Linked DNA regions of Mus musculus: all the other regions are linked to region 4. A link is a contact called in public HiChIP or PLAC-seq, Micro-C and promoter capture Hi-C data. All regions are on one chromosome and are shown on one strand. The core of a region is the stretch at or near the end of the contact, and the rest is flanking DNA. Distances in the headings are between cores, read along the strand shown.

Evidence for each region. Promoter capture Hi-C pulls out the DNA fragments that hold promoters and counts their contacts. Hi-C and Micro-C count contacts between places; a contact is called where the count stands out from the background. HiChIP or PLAC-seq counts read pairs in DNA pulled down with a chosen protein or histone mark.
Region 1: a contact with region 4 is called in a promoter capture Hi-C map of embryonic stem cells, with 6 times the contacts expected there. The contact joins the promoter of Galntl5 here to the promoter of Actr3b in region 4. A contact is called at or near these places in 10 of 39 promoter capture datasets (the 3T3-L1 cell line, the C10 cell line, the HPC-7 cell line and 7 more), 1 of 484 Hi-C or Micro-C datasets (embryonic stem cells), 5 of 115 datasets of contacts at active chromatin or transcription factors (embryonic hindbrain, embryonic limb bud and embryonic stem cells) and 2 of 9 other capture datasets (adipose tissue and embryonic stem cells).
Region 2: a promoter capture Hi-C map of embryonic stem cells shows a contact between it and region 4, with 3 times the contacts expected there. The contact joins the promoter of Galnt11 here to the promoter of Actr3b in region 4. A contact is called at or near these places in 16 of 39 promoter capture datasets (the 3T3-L1 cell line, the C10 cell line, the HPC-7 cell line and 10 more), 1 of 484 Hi-C or Micro-C datasets (embryonic stem cells), 6 of 115 datasets of contacts at active chromatin or transcription factors (astrocytes, cardiomyocytes, embryonic forebrain and 1 more) and 2 of 9 other capture datasets (adipose tissue and liver).
Region 3: a Micro-C map of embryonic stem cells shows a contact between it and region 4, with 4 times the contacts expected there. The contact joins the promoter of Prkag2os1 here to the promoter of Actr3b in region 4. A contact is called at or near these places in 2 of 39 promoter capture datasets (embryonic stem cells and pre-B cells), 3 of 484 Hi-C or Micro-C datasets (all in embryonic stem cells), 7 of 115 datasets of contacts at active chromatin or transcription factors (embryonic forebrain, embryonic stem cells, large pre-B cells and 2 more) and 1 of 9 other capture datasets (embryonic stem cells).
Region 5: a contact with region 4 is called in an H3K4me3 HiChIP or PLAC-seq map of embryonic stem cells, with 8 times the contacts expected there. The contact joins the promoter of Prkag2 here to the promoter of Actr3b in region 4. A contact is called at or near these places in 8 of 39 promoter capture datasets (the 3T3-L1 cell line, HPC-7-derived erythroid cells, cranial neural crest and 4 more), 3 of 484 Hi-C or Micro-C datasets (all in embryonic stem cells), 6 of 115 datasets of contacts at active chromatin or transcription factors (acute myeloid leukemia and embryonic stem cells) and 1 of 9 other capture datasets (embryonic stem cells).
Region 6: a contact with region 4 is called in a Micro-C map of embryonic stem cells, with 3 times the contacts expected there. The contact joins the enhancer-like site here to the promoter of Actr3b in region 4. A contact is called at or near these places in 3 of 39 promoter capture datasets (embryonic stem cells and pre-B cells), 1 of 484 Hi-C or Micro-C datasets (embryonic stem cells), 6 of 115 datasets of contacts at active chromatin or transcription factors (astrocytes, craniofacial prominence and embryonic stem cells) and 1 of 9 other capture datasets (embryonic stem cells).

Annotation. Positions count from the first base shown.
Region 1 is chr5:25,180,112-25,182,811 of GRCm38.p6, forward strand. Galntl5 (UDP-N-acetyl-alpha-D-galactosamine:polypeptide N-acetylgalactosaminyltransferase-like 5) reads left to right here and starts at 1,369. Exons shown (of 9, transcript NM_026449.3): 1 at 1,369-1,533.
Region 2 is chr5:25,221,437-25,224,136 of GRCm38.p6, forward strand. It overlaps Galnt11 (polypeptide N-acetylgalactosaminyltransferase 11), which reads left to right and starts at 1,436. Exons shown (of 12, transcript NM_144908.4): 1 at 1,436-1,595.
Region 3 is chr5:24,901,161-24,903,860 of GRCm38.p6, forward strand. It overlaps Prkag2os1 (protein kinase, AMP-activated, gamma 2 non-catalytic subunit, opposite strand 1), which reads left to right and starts at 1,409. Exons shown (of 7, transcript NR_040684.1): 1 at 1,409-1,678; 2 at 2,005-2,125. All of the region lies in intron 5 of Prkag2 (protein kinase, AMP-activated, gamma 2 non-catalytic subunit), which reads right to left.
Region 4 is chr5:25,758,599-25,761,298 of GRCm38.p6, forward strand. Actr3b (ARP3 actin-related protein 3B) reads left to right here and starts at 1,375. Exons shown (of 12, transcript NM_001004365.2): 1 at 1,375-1,530. The coding sequence starts at 1,487.
Region 5 is chr5:25,099,239-25,101,938 of GRCm38.p6, forward strand. Prkag2 (protein kinase, AMP-activated, gamma 2 non-catalytic subunit) reads right to left here and starts at 1,404. Exons shown (of 16, transcript NM_145401.2): 1 at 773-1,404. The coding sequence starts at 886. Gm42232 (a long non-coding RNA gene) reads right to left here and starts at 765. Exons shown (of 2, transcript XR_880887.2): 1 at 615-765. It overlaps 2900005J15Rik (RIKEN cDNA 2900005J15 gene), which reads left to right and starts at 1,737. Exons shown (of 1, transcript NR_027851.1): 1 at 1,737-2,700.
Region 6 is chr5:25,009,189-25,011,888 of GRCm38.p6, forward strand. All of the region lies in intron 3 of Prkag2 (protein kinase, AMP-activated, gamma 2 non-catalytic subunit), which reads right to left. Among named protein-coding and RNA genes, the nearest start is that of 1500035N22Rik, 25 kb to the left of the region's middle. Within about 2 kb of position 1,368, at least 106 of the 459 cell types and tissues checked have an H3K27ac peak or open chromatin away from gene starts, as enhancers often do. A contact at or near this core is called in astrocytes and embryonic stem cells, where this site is marked.

The DNA.
Region 1 (2,700 bases), core at 119-2,618, 580 kb before region 4:
CCCTTTAGAGAGCAGCCCATGAGTATCCAGATGCCCTGGCCCCACACAGTACCTAGTGCCTGTCTCACCCTCTGGCTGTTCTCAGTGTAGATCAGTTTGGCACCTTCTTCAGTGTCATAGCAATAGCATCATGCACCCTGCATCTTGCTTCTGTGTCTGAGGTGTCCTGCTATCACATGCATGCCCACAGCCCCATCCATTCCCACTGTGGTGCTGGGATGGAGCACAGGGCTCCATGCTTGTTAGACAGGCACTATACCAGCTGTACCACACCCACAGCCCTGTCCATTCCACTCTGCATGGGCTTTTGCATTATATATATATATATATATATATATATATTTGCATAGATATTGAGAAAATGGTTGGTTTGTTAGTTTGTTTTGTGTTTGTTTTCATTGCCAGGGATCAAACTCAGAGTCTTATGTGCTAGGAAAATTTATGTGAGTGTGTGTGTGTGTGTGTGTGTGTGTGTGTGTGTGTGTGTAGGCAGAGATAGCTACACATGTACATGTATGTATATATGAAGATTGGTGTGTGGCGTCCTCCCTTACTGGTCTTTTTTTTGTTTTGTTTTTGAGGCAAGGCCTCTCACTGAACCTGCTAGCAAGTTCCAGGGCTTCTCCTGTCTCTGCCTTCCCCAGGCTAGGGTCTCAGGTGTGCATTGCCATGAATGGCTTTTATGTGATGCTAGGGTTCCAAACTCAGACCTTTATGCTGTGTGGCAAGGAGTTTCCCAAATAAGCCATCTCCCCCGCCCATTCAAACATAGTCTGCATTAATACCATTGATAAATGAAATAGAAGTGCTTCCTATCTAGCTTGTGCAGATGAGCATCCAAATTTATGCTAGGAGTTGTCCAGACCTTCATGCTCTAGAGAAGGGTCTAGAAGAGCCCCAGCGCACCACTGCCTCTATTGAGCTGATACAGGGGTGTGGTGGTTCCAAGCCTCTGGGGGGAGGGGTCCAACCTCCTCTTACTCTCACAGAAGGGCTCTCTCAAGTCTTGGCTGATCTTGTGTACTGCCATCTAAATGCTGAGCAATGGATCAGAAAGGAAAAGTTAAAGGCTGCATTCAGGCAGCCTTTGGTCTCATATTTCAGTTTCTTGAGGTATTCTGACAGCTGTTTTGTAATCTCATTTCACAAGAGCTAAACATTAGGCCAAGCCTGCATACCCTGGGTTTTGACCTTGACTCTCATGAGACTTTCTGTTTCCTTAGCTGAGGAGGAATGACATTCAGACAGTAGTTATGATAGGCCCCTTTGGGTTCTAGCTTCCTGGATTCTAACTGCTTGCTAGACTTCCAGACAGAGGCCTCTGTGGGCCAACAGTGCCTTGTGTGATGTCACTGGGCTCTGAGAGCCAGCCTGTGGTGGCCTGCTGAACACTCTGTTGCTGTAAGGCAACCCAGCATGATCTAGTACCACCTAGAAAATTACATCTTTTCATCACTCACAGACCTGATTCCACTTATGACTCTGGTTGTCAAATAACTTTAAAAGCTGCCAGAAAGGCAGCCTCATTGACAGGTAAGGAGCTAGGCCAGAGTTAGAGACTCAGGAAGTCCAGGCATCTAGACCAGTGCAAGCAGTGGTCTGCTGGACATTGGCTGATGTGGACTCTGCCGAGCAGCACGGAGACTGATTTACCACAAGAAAAGGCTGGCTATGCCTCACTTCTGGAAGACATAAGATACTGTGTAGGCTCCAGTTCCTGAAAGGGGACTCTGTGACATACTTGTGTGAGCTCTTTATAGTTACTTAAAACTCAATGGAGGGAAGGCCTTTGAAGAGTGAGGTTACAGGTCCCATCTGAAGAGCAGTGTTGGGAAGATAAAGCATTGCAAAATGTTGTTTTCAGAAAAATCAGTGGTGGCATGGATCAGAAGCAAGGTCATGCTCTCCTGACGCTAATGTGGGGAGGATGTGTGCCCGCACAGATCTTCACACCGATGACTTAATCACATCATACTTTTACATTTTTTAAAATTTATTTTTAAAGGAGTGAGAGTTTATTTTAGCTTACAACTTGAGGGGATAGATTTCATAGTGATGGGGAAAGCACAGAAGCACTGTGGCAGGAGAGGGAGGTGGCTGATCACATGGTGTTCACAGCCAGGAAGTAGTGAATTCTGGTGCTCAGGGCTTTCTCCTCTCCATTCACCTGGGACCCCAGGCCACGGAATGCATCACCCATATTTAATGCGGATGTTTCCACCTCAATTAACCTAATTTGAATTATGTAGATTTACTGAGAGTCTCTCTCTCTCCAGTGATCCTAGATCCTGTAGAGTTGACAACATTAACCATTACAGGAACGGGGACTCTGACAAGGCCCCTTTAATAAGATATACTGATAGTCAGGCAGCTAATTCCAGCACCAAGGAGACAGAGGCAGGCAGATCTCTTGAGTTCTAGGCCAGCCTGGTCTACAAAAATGAGTTTCAGGACAGCCAGGGCTACACACACACAAAAATCAATTAATAAAAAAAAATCCATAAAGTATGCTAACAAGGCATTTTATACTCATAGGTTAGGGAAAGTTTCACTACACTCACCCACACCCACGCCCAACATACTTGCACATATGCACACATACAGGCACACACATGTGTGTGTGCACACACACACATGCACACCTTTGACAGTTTCGTGTATTACACTGAATTTTAGTTATTCTCACTCCCATCACCCGCT
Region 2 (2,700 bases), core at 186-2,685, 540 kb before region 4:
TCCTTCCCAGTGCTGAGATAAAAGGTGTGTGGCAGCACTGCCTTGCTCTGGCCATGTCTTTGTGGTTTCCTGAGAGGTTTAGCTGAGTAAGGAAAACCTACCTGGAATGTGGGTGGCCATGGAGCAGGGATCAAATAAAAAGAAAAAAACAAAACAAAACAAAAAAACAAAACAAACCAGGTTGTAAGATGAGCACCAGCCTCTCTGGGCCTCCTGAGGGTGAAGTGTCACAGGCTACCTTAGACCTCTGCTTGCCATGGCTTACCCACCACAGCAGAGGCTGTACCTCACACTGTGGCCAAAATAAACCCTTAAGTAGTTTCTGTCAGGAACGTTGTCACACATACAGGAACAATAGCAGACACATGGTTATGGCATGACAATGCTTCTGTTCTATTGCCCTCTCGTGAGAGAGTCATCCCTTAAACAACCATGAGTTCCCGTTAAGATGCTGTGTGGACAAGAATGGGAACTATGAAAAATGCTTTCTTTGGCATTGAGCAGCAACTGTTTGACTGAGGGCAATGGCCATGGAAGGACACAGATAAGGGCCATCAGGATTTCAGCCTTAAGGATAGACCTAGGTAACCTCACAGAGCATCCTACAGCCTCACAATACTAGTAAGTATTTGGCAGGGCCACATATGAGTTAATTTTGTGCCACTGTGTTGACAACTTAAAGGGAAAAGAGTTATTTTGGTTCATGGTTACTGAGGGTTTATTGCATGGTTGCTTGGCCATCGCATTTGAGCAGAACATCAGGATGACAGCAGTATATGGGGTAGGTTATTTACTTCATGATGGGCAGGAAGCCAGAAGGAGACTTGGACAATTGGACCAGGTAAGACCCTCGGACATCCCTGATCCTTCTCCCTCTAGATTGACCCCCACCTCCAAAAAGTTTCTACAATCTTTGGCAATTGCACCACCAGCAGGCACCAAGCTCCACATAAGCCCCAGTGGGGCATTTCAAGTCAAAGTCGGTCACCACAGCCAGTTAATGCAGGAGGGAAGTATCCTGGGTTAATGCTAGCTAGAACAATTTATTGGTTCAGGAGATGCTGCTTTCTTAAAAATAAGGGACGCAGAATTTTCTCCTTACATATGTCCCATTGCTCTACCAGACATCACGGATTTAAAAAAAAAAAGTCTTGGCTGAATAGCATGGTGAGATAACAGGATTAATATAGATACCCGTCAATGTAAAGCAGCATTAATGGACCAACTACCAAAACCTTACCATTCTGTTTGATCTGCTAAATTTCCTCACATTCTCTCCAAGAAAAAGTCGTCCCCTCATCTAAGCTTCTCTCTGGAGTGAACTTCACTAAGGCCCTATGGGACAGAGCTCAGCTCCACACTGGGCGGGGAGGAGCCCGGGCCTCGTGACGCCAGGCCGCGGGCGGTGACGTCATCCTCGGAGGCGAGGGCGTGCGTGCGGTGACGCGTGCCGTGACGCGAGGGCTCCGCAAGGCTGCGTGTCGTGGGCCGCGTCGCGCGCCGCGGCTCGTGCGGCTCGGCCCGGGCTGTGGCGGGAGCGGAGATGCCGCAGCCCGTGCCCTGGAGCGCCGCTATCCCGGCCTGCGGGTGTCGCGGTGAGTAGCCGGCCCGCGGCGCTTGACCCCGCGCGGCCTACGTCGGCGCCTGAGCGTGGGCTGCGGCCTGAAGGGACGCGGCTGCTGGAGCAGGCTTGGTGGCCTGGGAGGCCAGAGCTGCTTCCGGATTCAACAGCAGTGATGGGTACTGCGCATGGCCGTTCTCTCGGTGGCCGTAACCTCCAGCCAGTGTTGTGATTTACTAGAAAAAAATACCGATTTTATCTTTATTGCTGTTATTACGGTCAGGATTTAGACCGCGTCGGTACAGGAGGCTGGAAGACAGAAAGGATGCATGTTTCTTTGCAGTATGCTTGTTAAAAAAATTACCTTTTATGGTTTTCGTACACCCCAAACTAGTGCTTTAAATATAAATATAGGAAGACCCGCCACCTGTCTGTCAGATCTTGTCCTTTTACTTTGAGAGCCATCATGTTGGTTGGTTGCTTATCTTCAAACAAAAAATGAGACCCTGGAGACGCTTTCTAGTCCGTGGGCCCAACAAAACAGTTACTTCAAACTTATTTCTTCTTTTATTTGAAATAATGCTTTAAGAAAAACAGGAAGTAAGCCTTTCTTACCCTCAGCATGTGCCTGCCACGGAGCTCTGCAACTGAAATGTCACCATACCGTAGTCTATAGTTTTCATTTGATGGCCCTGGAATCAAATCTCTAACATTTCTGTGCTGTTTCTTGCCAGGTTTCTTAACAATTTTATATTACTATTTTTCTTGTGAAGTATAATTAACATGAAGTTTATTGATTATTTTACTAGTATAGTTGAATGGCATCGGGTACATTCACAGTGTTGTCTTAACAGGCAGTGCCATATATTTCCAAAATCAATCACTCAGGACAGACATTATAACATAGGGCAGGGACTCCTGCTCTTCTTCAGTCTCTCAGTTTACCTGGTTTAGATACTTCATTTGAATTGGAATCCATGGTCTTTCCTTTATCTGTATCTGTTTGAGGCTATTCTTGGTTGTCAACTTGACAACCAAAAATGGCTAGACACAACTGTGAGAGATTTTTGCTGAATTAAATCATTTGAAGTGGGGAGAGCATTTCTAATCTGTATCTTTGAGGTGGGAAGATCCACCTT
Region 3 (2,700 bases), core at 159-2,658, 860 kb before region 4:
ACGTCGGGTCAGAGCCAGGAGTGAGCACTCTCTTAGGTGAGGACCAGTGTGAAGGTAAGTAGGCCTCAGATAGAGCCACAGGAACATTTGGTTTCTTCCATTCAGTTAGGAAGGATGACTGCATGGAGCTGTGAGTCACGCCATGTTACACTGGCTGCAAAGGGAAGAGAAAGAACCACAGAGGGTATCTACAACCAGCTATGGTGGGGAACCCACCAGGGACCAAGCCACCTCTCCAGCCATGCCTTAGAGATTAAGGATGAGCGTTGAGAAGAGGGCACGGGGCAACTCTGTGGACTCCAGGTTAAGATGGGGACGAGGGTTGACTGCTGGCCACTGGATTTGGGGAAGATAAGTTTGTGCTAACCTTGGCAAGTTTGGATGCAGGGCAGAATTGGAGTAAAGAATAAAGAGGAGACCATGGTAATCTTCTGAAAGGAAGATGACCTCACATTGGCCTCCAACATGGGCTTGACTCTAGGGGAGTCTCTGGAATGTTATATGCCATCTTAAAGAGGGCACTTCACCTCTTCCCCCCCTCCCCCCACCCCCGTGACAGGGTTTCTCTGTGTATCTTTGGCAGTCCTGGAACTCACTCTGTAGACCAGGTTGGCCTTGAACTCAGAAATCCACCTGCCTCTGCCTCCCAAGTGCTGGGATTAAAGGCACCACTGCCAGGCTCACCTCTTCTCTTCTGACTTTGCTCTTCTATGACCCAGGGTGTGTGTGTGTAATGCTTTGTGCCTTAGGGTTATCTGAGACTCAGCATAGTTCCACAGTATATGCTAGTAGTCATCAAAAGATCTAGGAGAAGAGAACATTAAAAATGCTTTTCCAATTTTTCCAGTGCTGCTGGACAATCAACACCGTTCCTGTTTACACCTGACAGGTGAAGCTGGAAGCCACAAAGGTCAGAGACAGGCCCAGGACTCTGGCGAGTGGGATGGAGTTCCATTTGGATAGTGATGGGGCCTGGACCCTGGTGGGGTGCCTATAAAGTAGAAAGACAGTCTTCTGGAGGGAAGTTCACGAGTCCCTAGCAGAGTGATGGGAGGTGTTACCTTGGTTCCTAATGACTTTCTACTTGGTTCCATGCACTTGCCAAGGCTGGTGATATGTTCCACTTCTTGCTATCCAACCACTCTATGCACTTTCCTGTTTGTTTAAACCAGTCAGGTATTTTTTTTTTTTTTTCCTTTTAGGTAACACGACCTTTTCCTGTCTGTCTTAGCCTGATTTTGCTTCTTGGACAAAATACACAGCTATTTACTTGGCTCATGATTTTGGTAGCGGGAAGACCTAAGGAGCATAGCGTTTATGTGTGCTGAGTGTCCTACTGGCTGTGTCATAATGGGGGGTGGGGGGGGAGCATCACACAGCAGCCGGTACAAGAGGGTGTGGCTCTATGGACAGAGAAGAAGCCAGACAGCGGGGAGGCTGGCTTCATCCTTTCCAGGATGCCTAGGAAGAACCAATCAATACCTGGGAGACGATACATCTCCTTTCCACGTTACACGGGGACTAAAATTTCATTCCAGAAACTTCTGGGGTGCAGACACCTTCCAAAGCACAGTCCACAGGACAACTCCTGTACCTTCTTAAGCCTAGGACACCGTTAGGATATGTTTGAACCTGACTTTGGATATACTAAAACATGTGGCAATATGTTAAATACAGGGTAAGCTAGGCAGGAAGTTTTCTACTACAGATATTTCATACAATCTTAATTATTCTTGTGGTCAAGAATCAATTTATCCCTGGCCTATAAACTCAGCCAGAGAAGGTCAGAGTTCAGAGAGCACAGACAGACCTTCTGAACCTGTCACTTTGACATGTCTACCACCAGAGGTCAGCACCCCTCATGTCACAGCCAACAAACCGGCAGGCTGACTCTGCAGAGGCTCACTTTTAAAAGCCCCGAGATTCTAGGGAGAAGGAAAGGCTTCATAGGCTCTCAGTGCCTCCCTGGATTCTCCATCCTCATGAAAATTTAATACCACATAGAAACTGTGCACCTGTTCATGTATGGTGACGCCACGGAGGGCCAGACTGCTGCAGTGCCCAAGGTGTGCCATCTCCACAGAGAACCCATCTTCACTCCCTTTAGGCAATTCCCTCCCACCAGGTAAGAATAGTGGGCACAGTTTTTTGTTTGTTTTCTTTCCCCCTTTTTTTTTTTTTTTTTTTTTTTTTTTTTTTTTTTTTTTGGTACACTGGTTATTGGATGCTCTGGAGTCTGACTTCCAAGGAGGAATGGAAAGCAAGCAAGTGGTTACCAAGCGCCAGGCCTGTGTTTGGCAGATACAACCCATAGTGATAGCAATACTAAAACAAAGCTTCAGGAGCTCTGTGGATTGATTACCCAAGGAAAGGCAGCCAAGTCTTCACACGCCAGGGCCTGAGCTCCGAGATGTTTTACTTTCCCAGAGTGGTCCCTGCTCGCTCTGGTGCTCGCGATTTCTCTCTCACACGCTCTGTGTGTGTGTGTGCGCGCGCGCACATTCATGTAAGCATGCATGTTTGGGTGCATGTATGGGTAAGGGCCAGAGGTGGCTACTGGATGTCTTTTTCCATTGCTCTCCACCTTAGTTTTTGAGATAGGCTCTTACAGTGAATCTTGGCAATTCATCTCGTCTGGTTGGCCAGTAAGCTCCAGAGATCTGCCTGTCTACGCTTCCCCAGTGTGCAGGGATTACAAAC
Region 4 (2,700 bases), core at 125-2,624:
AGGGCTGGCAAGATGGCTCAACCAGTATGAGCACTGACTGCTTTTCCAAAGGTCCCGAGTTCAAATCCCAGCAACCACATGGTGGCTCACAACCACCCGTAATGAGATCTGACACCTTCTTCTGGTGTGTCTGAAGACAGCTACAGTGTACTTACATATAATAAATAAATAAATCTTAAAAAAAAAAAGAATTACCCAAGAATGGTCAACTAATCTAATTCTTCTCCTGTGGAAAATCCACAATGCTTTAAGTCCCAGTAAAGACCAAGTGAATTAATACATCTCTAGAAAGTTCCTTTGGCATCACAGTCAAGAACTTTAGAGGCTAACATTTAGGGTGCAAGTGGGGTTTCCAGTAGGTAGGTGTTTTCCTTCTTAAGTCTCCTTTCCACAATGATGCTGGATAATCACCCTATCTTTGATATTAGAAAATATTTCCTAGTAATATTGATGTGGCATTGACTAAGGTCATTTATTCCTTAAGCCTAATTATGCATATGTTGATTTTCTCCCAGGATACATTATGCAGTGCTCTATCATAGAAAGTCATAAGTATTTTTCTACAGTGAAGGTTATTTATTCGTTCAACATTCAGGTGATTTTTATCGGAGCACCAAATGTGTTAAGCATGAAGCCCTGCCCTAGGAGAACCTATAATTCAGGAGAGGTGAACATCTACTAATAAGTACCCAAACTAGCTTTAAGTGTTAGAAATAAAATCAAGAGATTGTTGGGGTAGAGAATAAAGTGAACATTGAAGTGAGAATTAAGAGGAGAAAGGGGCTGGAGAGATGGCTCAGCGAAGAGCACTTGCTGCTCTTCCGGGAGACCCAATTCAGATTCCTGGTGCCCATTCACAGCTGTCTATAACTTCAGCTGCATGGGATCCTAAGCCTCTGGCTTCCAAGAGCACCTGCTCTTACATACATGCACACACCAGCAGACATAGCGACAGATAGACACACAGCCAATAATCTTTAAAAAAAATTGCAGCTAGATAAGCCGGCAGTGGTGGGGCACACCTTTGATCCCAGCACTAGGGAGGCAGAGGCAAGTGGGGCTAGCCTGAACTACCTACCGAAAGAGTTCCAGGGCAGTATGGGCTACACAGAGAAACCCTGTTTCGAAAACAAAACATAACAAAACAAAATTGCAATTTGTAAAAAGGAGAGAAGAGAAAGAATTCAGGCCTCGCAAATGGGGTCATAGTCACCTTATGCATGTTAAAAATAGACTCCAATCTCTTCCACTGCAGGATAGATGCATAGGCTAAAACGCCGGGCTGCCAGCACTAAGGATGGCTGACAAGAGGGCGGAGCGTGCGCGTCCCCGATTGGCCAACTGTAGAGTGACGTCACGAGGCAGAGCCTCTGGGCTCCCGGCAGCTCCTGGGTGGGGAGCGGCGCTGCCTGCGACCCGGCACCTTGGCACTGGGCACCCAGGGGCACGCTGGGGCTGGTGGGGACGGAGCGCCTCGTGGCCGAGCATGGCGGGCTCGCTGCCTCCCTGCGTGGTTGACTGCGGCACCGGGTAAGAGCCGCGCCCCACGCGCCCACTCACGCTTCGCTGGGCGTCCTGGAGCCATTTCCCCGCGGGGTCAGACGGCAGGAGGAGCGCGGAGGGATGGTGCACGGAGGGATGGTGTGCTGAGGGACAGAGCTCAGTCTGAGGGGTTGGGGAGTTTGAGGGATAGAGCTTAGGTGGGGTGGGAGCTGGGGGACGGAGCTCAATCTGAGGGCTTAGAGAGTTAAGGGATGTGGCTCTGAGAAGATGGGGTGCTGAGGGCATGAGGCTGCGGGGTTACCGGGTGGGCTGCACCTTGCCGGGATGTTGCTGCAGATACTTTCTCTGCAGGGCTTGCACCTGAGAGCTCAGAGTAGTTCCTCTCCCCCCCATCCCCGGGGTGCTTGTCACCTGTCCTCATCCTGTGCACTCACGCGCGCGCGCGTGTCACCTTTCCCTACTGATGTACCAACCACCTACTCGTGGAGATGTTTACACGTGCCATGTCAACTTGACACCCAGTCCCCTTTCCCACTCTGCTCTTTTCCACTCTGAAATGGCACAGCCTAGCCCAGCTCCTGCTTTGGTTTGCATACACTTATCTTTGCTCTTAAAACACACACACACACACACACACACACACACACACACACACACACATTAAAAAAAGACTAACATTTTGAAAAAAAAACAGCCCTCTCCTTTTTGGGGAAGTAGATAACTCTTTTCTTTTTTGAAGATGTTAATTTTTCAGAAGAGACCTTAAGAATGGCTTATGCTGTCAGGCTTAGCTAATTTTAGGAAGGTGGCAGCCAAACCTCCAACCTGGGAGTTTGGGAGTACCTGCTGGCATTGCTGACAAAGTACTTCATAAATAGCTTGCAAATAAATTTAGCCTCTTAAAATGTTTTTCAAGGGATGGTAATCCTTTGTCACCGAATAGTCTGTGGCATGTTCTCTTGCAATTCTTTCCTGTAGAAAAATATACTTGGTTTGGTTTCCTTGACAACCTTGTGGGGGTGTCTTCTAATTTGCTACAGTCCATCTCCTACTGATGTGTCTTTCCTTTTGTTGCTCCGGAACCAGCAGTGGTTACAGACTGGAAAACATGTTCTATTTCTGCTAATTTTTCTTTTGGAAATAAACGTTATAGAGAAGTTTTGTTGCCCTGTATTTGAGAAGTTGCTGACTTCCCTA
Region 5 (2,700 bases), core at 154-2,653, 660 kb before region 4:
CCTCTACAGAGAGGAGAACAAGTGCCCTTGGGCTACCAGCTAGGGCAAACCAGACTGATGCTCAGCACTGAGCAAGCTATTCTGCATGCTGCTCCCTCCGGCTGTTTAAGTCAATGTCACCAGAGTCCAACCAAGGTGGCAGGGTATTCTGGGCTGAAGTTAGCAATAGCCCTGTATAGTAAGCCGAGAAAACCTCAAGCCCCCAAATTCCACGAGGCACAAAATATTCCTGGAGTCAAACCACGGGAATCACTGCAAAGGGCTCCAGCCGCGACTCACATGCATCCTGAAATTGGTGTGGAGGGAGAGCTATTTGGGGGTGCTGCCTCACCGTGGCACCCCGCGATATTCCCACCCACCACTCCTTTCCTCAGTCCCCGGTGGCGGCGGCGGCTCCTCAACTCACGCTTCCCCGCACTTCACAAGAGGTCCTTTTCAACAAAACAACACAACTCACCACCCCCCTCCCCAGCACCCGCACCGGCCCGATCCAGGGCTACGCCCAGTCCGCCACCAGGCTTTGCGCACCCGGGAGCGCGCTTCTCGTACTCGCTTCCCAGCAGACACCCTTGCCTCTGTCCTAGACAATCCCATAGCTCCACTATAGTACGGACCAAGATCCAATCTCGGGCTCTGCGGCCCAGCTTGGGCCCTGCCCCTCCCCCTCCCCAGCCTCCCGAAGGGACAGGAGGGACAGGACGGCGCGCGCAGAGTGTCCCTTGTTAACCGCCTAGGCGCCGCGGGAGTCTGGAGCTCCAGGGATGGGACTCACCGGAATGTGCACTCGCAGTGACCGCCTCTTCAGGCTAGGGTTCTTTTTGCCACTGCTCCCGCCCGGGCTGGAAACCTCTTTCTTCTTCTTGGTGTCCATGGCTGCGCTTCCCATAACTTTAGCTAGAAGTTAATTCCGGTGCCTCGTCCCCGGGGTTCGGTCCCCTCGCTGCCTCCCAGGACTGCTGCCGTTACACTGGAGCCACGCGCTTTTTATGACTGTCCTCCCACCCTGAAAACACCTCGTGGGGACTTCCGCGGGGAGGGCGGGTGGCGCAGGTAACACGCGGGGCTCCACCCGAGGGGCTGGCAGTCCGCGGAATGCCGGGTTGGAGCGTCCTCTTTCTCCTACGGAATCATTGGGTGCAGAGTCTCGGCCCGTGCTACTTTTGGTTACGCGTGGCAGAAGTCTTGTGCTGGGTGATAAAGTTTTCCTCCTTCTGCAAAGCGAAGCAACATTTTCCACCTCTCGGCTCCTCCCACAAATTCCCAGAGGTAGTCGGCCAGGCAGGTGCAATTAACAACAGCAATTTGGAAAACAGCCTTCTCGTGTCTGTGCCTCGATGGAAACGGTGGCCAGAGACACTTGGTAGAGAAATGCATAACCCTGGGCCGCACAATAAAGCGACAGGGAGCCTGGGACCCGGAGGGCCTCCTCTTTGGGCGAGAGGGAGGGCAGAGGGGGAAGAGGAGGTGCAAAGGCGAAGACTCGTCGCAATTGGGCTGGCGCGTGGCCGCAGGAATAAACTGTGGCGGCGGCTGGCTGGGTTCTGCGGGCCGAAGGGCGCGCCCCAGCCCCTAGGGGAGAATAGGGCAGGGCGCCCGCCCCGGGCGGCCTCTGAGCCGCGGCCCCCGGGACCCGGGGAACTGTGGGGGCCGGGTCTGGCACCAACGTAGGCTCTGGGAGCGCTGGGCGGTGGCAGGCGGCGCGCGCGTTGAACAGGAAGTGCGCGGCGTGCGGCGCCACTGTCCCACTCCACGCGGCCCACGCTGCCCCCGGGTGGTCGCCGTGCACTCTCTGTCTCAAGGTAGGCCAGCTCCGGACTCGCCAGGAGCTGATTCTGATCCATCTGGTTTTGCTGTGTCTCTGTTTAGGTCCAGCCCCCGGAAACACACACCCGCAGCCCGACCACGCCACGATTGAAGCCCCGGGTCAAAGTGGTTCGGGTGACCGCACTCGCTTCTCGCAACGCCGCCCCCCTGCGGCGTAGGGAACCCCATCCTGTCCAGAGCGGCCTGTGGCGTGGTGAGTGCAGGCTTTTCTCCACAACTTGGTTCTTTTCAGATTCATCAAAGATTGCGCAACAAACCTTGATCTTTGGCAAAGGCGCTCTGGTCTCAGTAAATGCTGAAGTCCTAAAACCACGAGAGGAAATGGGTGCGTCGGAGCCTGAAACCAGGGCGAACACGCCACGTGCTCCCGGATCTTCAGAGCCACTGGCTGCAGATCTGGTACTGCGGGCTGCTCAGGGCCCTGGTGTTCCTCCCAGGCAGCAGGACCTTGGCTTCTGGTCTGAGTGAGGGGCGTGCTTCCTCTCCTGCTCAGAATTGAATACCGGCTGACCCCAGTGATCACTCCAGCTCTTTGAAGCTAACATCAGCCCACCTGCTCCCTGTAAACAGTAATACACGGACAGTACCTATAGCATAAACGTGATAGGGGTTCCTTTGACGAAGACATGACACGGGTAAGGAGATGGCCTTTACTCCTCTTCCTGCTCTCCCACCGTAGAGGATGTGGTTACCACTTTAAGACCATGATTTAGTAAAGGACCTGTCTGTCCCATGAGAAACCCATTGCTGGGTCCAGCAATCCCCTGGATTTCCACGGTACCAGCCAAGTTCCTGCAAATTAGGTAAAACCCTACAGCTGGGGGGAAGGGGGCGATCCTTGGTTCATCAGGTAAGTTTGTATACATCCTGCTACCA
Region 6 (2,700 bases), core at 118-2,617, 750 kb before region 4:
AAGATCTGGAGCACTGTAACCACACACAGCAATGACATTCCTTTGGTGGTCTGTACATCTGACTTCGGTCAAGACTGAGCAAGGAAAGATACTTCTCCATCTCTGGCCAGAGTGCATCTTGCCAGTCCCACTCTCCACACCCTAGCCAGACTCAACTGGCAGGCCTTTCAAACTCATCTCTACGTCTCTGACCATCTGGGGTTGTATTTTCCAGACTGCAATCACTCTCTCCACCCAGATCATAAAAATCAGCGGTCTTATCTGATAAAGCATGCTAAAATCAGAGACAACGAAGAGATTCCAGAGGAAATCCCGTGTCATGAGAAGGGGGTTCTATGCTGGATGACAACATCGTGTGTGTGTGTGTGTGTGTGTGTGTGTGTGTGTGTGTGTTCACAAGGCAGAGGGGGGCAGGGGCAGGGATGGGGAAGGGAATGTGTGTACAGGGGTGTAACTGTGGTATCTGGAGGCCATCATCTCAGCCGTCCTTCAGGCTCCATCCACCTTGCTTTTTGAGACAGTCTCTCACTAAATTAGTTGAGGTTGGCTGGCCAGCAAGTCCTAGAGGTCCTCTGGTCTCCTCCCAGCCTCCTCTCCTCCCAGGCTGCTACCACACTCACCTAGATTTTTTTTACCTTGGTTCTGGGACTTGAACTCAGACTCCCAGCACACAGAACTGAATCACCCCCCAAGCTCTCCAATGTATCTCTTACTGCAAACAGCAGTTAAGAATTCAAACGAGCAGCAGGGAAGCCGCTGGCTTCATTTGCATGACTTGTTCGCAGGTTTTCAAGTATCCCACAGATGCAAATAGCCCAGGGGCCAGGGTGTGTTCTCCATCTTTTGATTTCCACCTGTCTTGCTGAGGGCTGTGTTAATCTGAGGGCTGGAACAGCCTTTGTGTAATCAGAAGAGGTGGAACCCAGGACAGAGATTTTTTTATTCCTTTTTTTTTTCCTAGTGGGACAAAGATAAGGCCCCAAAGCAGTTCCATCAGCAACGTCAGTGTGCTATTAAGACAAGATTCTGTGTATTGCTCAGTGGGGCTGGAGGAGCTGACCCAATGTTTCCATCTCAGGTCCCAGTGCCACTGCCACACCATGCATCATCAGCTGCTACTTGTTTTCATGCTAGCTGTAAAGTCTATCTTAGTCTAAACCTCAGTCAGGACGATTCTGATCTGCAGGAGAAGGGAAAGGAACAAGAGGAGCTGAGTTCTTGGTCTCAGCCCAACAGAGCGCAGAAGGCAACAGGCCTCCAGGTTACAGTGCCTTCCACTGTCAGCCCTGAGGCTAGAGCTCTGCTGTGGGTGGCCCTCCATGCACTAACTGGGACTGGCCGGATGGTGGCGGTAGAGTGGGTGAGACGGGAAGAGCTGAGAGAAGAGTCAAGCCCAGCGCGTGGTTTCCAAAGAGAGGAGCGAGAGAAGCCAGTCAGGAGGCAACAGACTGCAGAGGGATTTGTGGTAAGAGTTCAGCTCACACACAGGAGGACGGCTTAAGCCAAGCATAGTTAAGCAAGAGTTTCTAGAGGAAAACAAGCCTGAAGTGACGTCCCCAGGGAGGCTGGAGCCCATTGGCTTGATGTCAGGTCTGTTTCAGTGGCTCTCGGATGGCCCTCAGTCCCAGCTGTAGTCTGAGCAGCAGCCACACAAGCTTATGCAAAGGGCACACCCTTCCTCTGGCTTTCCCAACCATTCATTTAAAGAGCCCTGGGCTCCACCATTGAGGCCCCACCTTCCTGACCTCACCTGTAGCTAGCTGGCTAGCTCTTTTCCTCAGGACTGGAAAAAAATGCCCTGCATTCTCCTGCCTGGCACGCCATCTTTGGGCTGTCCAGCAGAGCCCTCTCTGACTCCTTCCCATCAGAGAGGCTGCCCCTGACTCCCCTACACCTAGCACCCCGTCACCCTTCTGATTTTCTTCCCAGCACTTGACACAGCATGGTGATGCCTTGGCCACGTATGTCCCGCTTGCCTCCAGGATGGCAGGGATCAGCTTGTTTGCTGTGGCCTGCCCAGTGCCAGAGGTGTGAACCTTCCTTTTGGCCTCCTGATTCTGCTAGGACGAGACACGTGCAGGGACGGTTCCTGCTTTTTTCTCACAGCAGCGCCTGCTCAAGGTTCAGCATGTGAGGCTATAGCACCCCCTAGTGGCCACAGTACCAAAAAGCCAGGAAAAATGTAAGCAACTGATGGGACAGGCCCAGGACAACGGGACCCCAGCTATGCTCTCTCATTTTACACACCCCCACACTGTGTGAGTGAAATTAGATGTAAGAAAAGATCCAGAAAACAAAGGTGGAAAGGAGGCCAGTAGTAAAGGCATCGCTCCTTGAATGTGGTGAAGACTTAGATGGTGCAGTGGCTGCCCCAAGTGGTTAAATGTAGCACAAGACATCTCAGCTCATCTCAGATGACAGGATGAACTTTTTAGGGCTAAGTAGACAACCAACTTGACGAAGTGCTTGCTGTGCATGCATGAGAACTCGAGCTTGATACCCACATGTAGGGTGCACTGCAATCTCAGAGCTCAGAGGGGGGAGATGGGGAACCCCTGGGACTCAATGGCCAACCAGAAACACCACGTGGGAGCTCCAGGCCAATGAAAAGAACCCATCTCAGAAGATGAGGTGGACAATAACTGAAGAATGATATCTAAAGTTTACCTCTGGCCTCCATATGTGTGTATACACACAGAC